2 separate regions of the Sus scrofa genome follow, and region 1 is linked to region 2. The links are chromatin contacts, called in public Hi-C maps. All regions are on one chromosome and are shown on one strand. The core of a region is the stretch at or near the end of the contact, and the rest is flanking DNA. Distances in the headings are between cores, read along the strand shown. Region 1 has its middle 99 kb from the start of PRG4. Region 2 overlaps HMCN1 (hemicentin-1).

What was found. Hi-C and Micro-C count contacts between places; a contact is called where the count stands out from the background.
Region 1: a contact with region 2 is called in a Hi-C map of embryonic fibroblasts, with 2.6 times the contacts expected there. The contact joins two enhancer-like sites. A contact is called at or near these places in 8 of 47 Hi-C or Micro-C datasets (embryonic fibroblasts, epiblast stem cells, fetal heart ventricle and 4 more).

The regions. Positions count from the first base shown.
Region 1 is chr9:127,363,739-127,366,438 of Sscrofa11.1, forward strand. No RefSeq gene overlaps it. Among named protein-coding and RNA genes, the nearest start is that of PRG4, 99 kb to the right of the region's middle. Within about 2 kb of position 1,288, at least 3 of the 83 cell types and tissues checked have an H3K27ac peak or open chromatin away from gene starts, as enhancers often do. A contact at or near this core is called in embryonic fibroblasts, where this site is marked.
Region 2 is chr9:126,920,961-126,923,660 of Sscrofa11.1, forward strand. The region is part of intron 1 of HMCN1 (hemicentin-1); the gene reads left to right. Among named protein-coding and RNA genes, the nearest start is that of HMCN1, 72 kb to the left of the region's middle. Within about 2 kb of position 1,286, at least 3 of the 83 cell types and tissues checked have an H3K27ac peak or open chromatin away from gene starts, as enhancers often do. A contact at or near this core is called in embryonic fibroblasts, where this site is marked.

The sequences.
Region 1 (2,700 bases), core at 38-2,537, 440 kb after region 2:
TCTTGTTGCCTAAGGATATCCAGTTGTCCCAGCACCATTTTTGAGTAAGCTAACCTTTCTCCATGAGTTGCCTTGGCATCACTGACCAAAAATTTATTACTGTGACTTTATAGTACATTTTATAATCAGGAAGTGCAAATCCTCTATTTTTTTCTTCCTTTTCAAGAATATTTTGGCTATACTGGATTCCTTGCATTTCCGCATAAATTTTAGGATCAGCTTGTCAATTTCTACAAAAGAGCCTGTGAGATTTTGATGGAGATTATACTGAAGCTATAAATCATCTGGAGGGATTTAAACTATTCCTGAATCATAGAAAAATTGAAAACACAGATTCTGGAGACCGATGAACTGAATTCACATCCAGCTCCATTTTCCACAGTATAATATTTGACAAGTTTATGTCTCTAAACCTCAATTTACTCATCTTGAAAATGGAGGTATTAATAATACCTACTTCTACTTACTAAGACTGAAAAGATACATTTCCCATTAAGCCCATAGCACATTGCTTTTTGTTAGCTGTTATCATCATATTGACCTTTATTATTCTGTACCAGGAGGTATGTAGGTAATTAAAGACAAAGAGAGTTACAAGTTGAAGAATTTTTTCTGAAAAAATCAGGTTGCCCAGGATCTGCTTTTTTGTTGCTTCGAATGGGTGGAGGTTAAGAAGGTAGCAGGGGCATTGATGGAGGACACGGAAGATGAATCCTAGTAGGAAGACTTGTGAAAAAGAAAAAAAGATTGATTCCACCAGCTGCCTTTAAAAAGGGAAAAGACTGCCCATGATTTTGCATTCATTCAACCAATAGGCAAAGTCCCTACTCACTATTCTCAAGGAAAAATTGGTCAGGAACAACATTAATGGATTGTATCTCCCTCTCTCATTGAGACTTGTCTCTTCAAGACCTATGACCATTTTTACCTGATCTCAGAGTAATAATATGCCTAGAGAACGATGTGTGTGTTCGGGGAAGGGTGTGTTACTTGACTCAAGCCCAAGGAGAAGCCCTGCGTTGTAGCTACCCTAAGAAAGTTCCTAGGGATAATAATGGACTTTGATCCATTTTCTGGTGCTGGTGCTCGTGCTGGGAGGCTGCCCTTGTGCCCTGAGCCACCTCGTTCCCATCCTGTGGGTTTCCAGGTTCCCAGAGTGCCTCATCTTCAAGCCTGTAATCCGCTGTCCCAATATTTCCAGTTTCTCCACCTCTAAGTCAGACGGCAGGATGGAGCTCATCATGTCTTGGCCCAGGCTCCCCAGTAAAGCGGTTCCATGTGTGGAGACAATGCCTGACATGTCCCGTTGGCCACGGGTGGTTCCAACTCTGCAGGGACACTAAAAGAATGTATCAACAGACTGGCCCAGGTATCTAAAACACATTTTCAAAATGTCAAGTGACCCTTGATGACCAGTTGGCTGATTAACTGCAGCATCCCAGGGGTCCTTGGTGGGGAGACGCTAAAGCCAAGTTTTCAATGTGTAATCACCTCTCCACTGAGTCAGAAAGCTCACTGCCAAGCTGGAGCAGCGGTAGAACATGTAACTGGTCGGAATGATTGTAGTTTCCCAATCACCGTCTTCTGCCAAGATTCTGTTTCAAATTCTCTATTCTCAGAGGAACAGCCTGGGAACTTGGAAGTTCTTCATAGAAGTTTCTGGATGGGCTCCTCCCTCCTCGTTTCTACCACCTCAACCCTCACGCTGGCCATGAGACCGCTTGGTTGCATCAACCCTCATGCTGGCCATGAGACCGCTTGGTTGCATCAACCCTCATGCTGGCCATGAGACCGCTTGGTTGCATCAGCTTGCTTCCATCTTTGCCGGTTCCCCCCCGTTTCACATCAGTATGCACTCAGTAGCAGAATCATCTTCTCCTAGGTTATGTCTCTCTCCTTGAAACCTGTAGTAATACCTGCTAATGATGTAGAGTAGGCATGAAGTCAGCAATCATGATCCTCAACCACTTGCCACCGAATCACAGTCAGTTTACACGGAGAGATACACAAAGTCGAGTCAACACAATAGGCTCCTCTTGAACGAGAACACCTGCTTCTACTCTGTGTCGAGCCAAGGACCTCACCAAAATCAGACTAAGGAATATTTTTGGCTTCTTTTCCCCAGGCCTTTCTGGGGAAGGTGTGTCTCCGATAGTTGCATGGGAGATGGACTGTAGAATACAAGAGATTATGACTCTCAAGAGAGAGAACTCAGATAAAGAACACACCTGATAAAAGCCCAAACTTTTATCCCTCCTGTTCCTTCCATTGAATGCGCCACTCCTTAGCACCAGCGTGGAGGCTCCAAGTAATCCCTGACAATGTGGCTGCTGTTTGTCATCAGACAAAAGAATCATCTTTGCAGTCAAGAACTTCCAGGAGTTCCCGTCGTGGCGCAGTGGTTAACGAATCCGACTAGGAACCATGAGGTTGCGGGTTCGGTCCCTGCCCTTGCTCAGTGGGTTAACGATCCGGTGTTGCCGTGAGCTGTGGTGTAGGTTGCAGATGCGGCTCGGATCCCGCGTTGCTGTGGCTCTGGCGTAGGCCGGTGGCTGCAGCTCCGATTCAACCCCTAGCCTGGGAACCTCCATATGCCGCGGGAGCGGCCCAAGAAATAGCAACAACAACAACAACAACAACAAAAAAAAGACAAAGAGACAAAAAAAAAAAAAAAAAAAGAACTTCCAAAGTGATAAATGA
Region 2 (2,700 bases), core at 36-2,535:
TTAAAAATGGATACCACGTTTTATCATCATACTGCTCAGAACTCTGCTTATACATGAAGATACTCCTGGAAGCTAAGTGAATGAAAGAATGTGTTTATTCTGAATAGGAATTTTCAGACCTCTCCTTTCAATATGTGGATTACTTGTTGTGGAGGTAATTTTGGTATAGTGTTAAAAGTATCAAGCCAAGCAGTTGAGATCTGCAACCTATGGAAAAAATGGACTTATCTTAGTGTGATCATAATAAGTTAGTGGCAGTGTTATGTGAGTATTTATTTTCCTCTGACTTTGAAAATGCACATAAACGCTAACCCATGAAGGTTAGTGTAACTGGCAGTAGGGCCATTAGGCTTTACCAGTCTGGTTGTCTGGGAAAACAACAATTCGATTTTGAGGCCACTGCTATTTCACCCCTGTCACTTCTCACAAGTTGGCCACCCAAGATTTGCAGATATCTGGAATTCCTTGCTAAAATATTTACTATTTTATATCGTTGGATGCCATTTTTACTTGGTATAATTCCGAATGCTACAATGTACTCTATAAATTGGTGATAGCGCTATTTTTAAGCAATAATTGTGCCCATGAGACCGTGTAAGAGACGTACACTGGGGTCAGAATCCAAGCAAGAATTCGGACTAAGTTTGACATAAGGAAAAATTGAGACCAGTAGAATGCAGAGTCTTTTTCCTTAACCAGAAAATTTCCATTTTGTTTCCCTTTTGGGGAAGGCCATCTGGCATGGTCATAGGTGTGTCACTATCTGGTCAAACTGGAAGGTTAAGAGAGACCCAAAAGAAAAACATAATATAGACAGTTATTAAAGCAAATCCATCAATCCATGTGCTAAGCTGACTTTGCAAAATGGTCAGTGATATCTCCTTCTATCACTTTAGAGTCTGAAAGCAGTTATTGTCTATTGATGGGTGCTTGTAATATTTTAAATGGACAGGAGGTTCCCAGAATTTTATTACCATAGCTTGATCACAGCTTTCAAATCTCTTAAACAGTGCTTATCCCATTGTGACCTGCCAATGTACATTTCATTTATTGGTTATAGGAAAAGAGATGAAAACTATTTATCTCCACGATGTCTATAGCAGAATAAGGTTTAGCTAATGAACGATGACGTTTGTATGATAATGTCAGCTGTATCTGATTAAGAATAAAGGCAAATTGGAACATAACATGGAAAACCTCATGGTCAGTATTGGGTAACATTCTAGGAGCAGGAGTGACTCAGTTCCTAATGGCCCAGTGTGGGGGCCGAGGCATTTAAGCACATCTTGTTTTAAGGTTTTAGGAATGTCAGATGTTGTTAGGGTAAGTGCCTGCAGTTGGATACATCCATGGGTCTAGCTGAGGGGAAGCCAGGAGACAGAAAACAGGGGAACGTGGCCGGGGCTTCACCTTTGACTGCTGTAGGGTTTGATGGCTGATTGCAGACTGTTCCTAATGCAGCCACCTGGACCTCTTCCTAGTCTACTGCTCAGATCTCCCTCTACCCACCAGTGGAAGCTCCATAAGGGCAGGGGTGGTAGGTTGTTTCTTCTTTTCTCCCCACCTATGTAGTTTTGATATCTAGAACAGTGCCTGGTGCATAGGAGGAGCTCAGTAAATATTCATGAGTCGATTGGAAAAAATTGGCTGGCTCTCTCTGCAAGGTGACTTTGGAGGCGTGACAGGAGAAACAAAGATGAATGAAAACGTCTTCTTTCCTCGGCGAATGAGGTTGCTTTGGCTCACAGTCAGGAGTGGAGCTGTAGGGCTCCGCTGGAGTAAGGGACACTCAGCTCAGCCCTCAAGGATGGGTTGGCAGCAGTGGAACAGGTCCGCTGGAGTAAGGGACACTCAGCTCAGCCCTCAAGGATGGGTTGGCAGCAGTGGAATGGGTGCACCCAGGCTGATGGGACAGTTGGAGCAAAGACAGGGGTGGAAACATCAGAGCCAGGATTGCAGAGCAGTAAGCAGAGAGGTTGGGCCCAGGGAAGGCTGTGTAAGAGGACAAGGTACGAGAAAAAGCTGAAGTGGGGGAGGAATGCTTTGGGGCAAAGTCATGATAAATCTTCATGTCTTAGGCTGAAAATTTTACTTAGGATTAGAGGTCTGTGCATACCTCAGGTCAATTCTCAAATCCTGAAGGTCACTAGCCACAGCTTATACCTCATAGGGGCAAATTACACAGCTTCAAAAAATATTGGTTAGATCACTTCAGATTTAAACTCACTAAAGCCTTATATATCTAATGTATTTATTGTAACCTTTCATTGGTCTGTCTATATCCAGATTTTGAAATGTAGGAAAGGAAGATGGAGAAAAGCCTAAAAATCTACATCATCTGTGTGGATCACAAAAAGCTGCTTTGGCTCATAGAAGCTCGGGAGTTGGAAGGTGGTGGAACCAAGCTTAAATGCTTTTAGTCCCTTGCAGCTACTTTTTTCTCTCTCGAAGATCAGTAGTTTTACTCATGTGGTTTTCCTTGGTCTTCCCTCTCCCAACGGTCCATCTCCTCCACTGGGCTAAACCCAACTCTTTCGTCCAAACTCAGATCATTTGTTACTTCTGTGTTTCTCCCAAAACGTTCCTTCAACTTCCCCACCTCTGTGAGGCAGAATGGACCCCCATCTGTACCTCGACAGAGCCTCTCTTCCTATTTCTTTCACTGCACAGTAGTTACCTTTGATTTCCATAATGGATCAA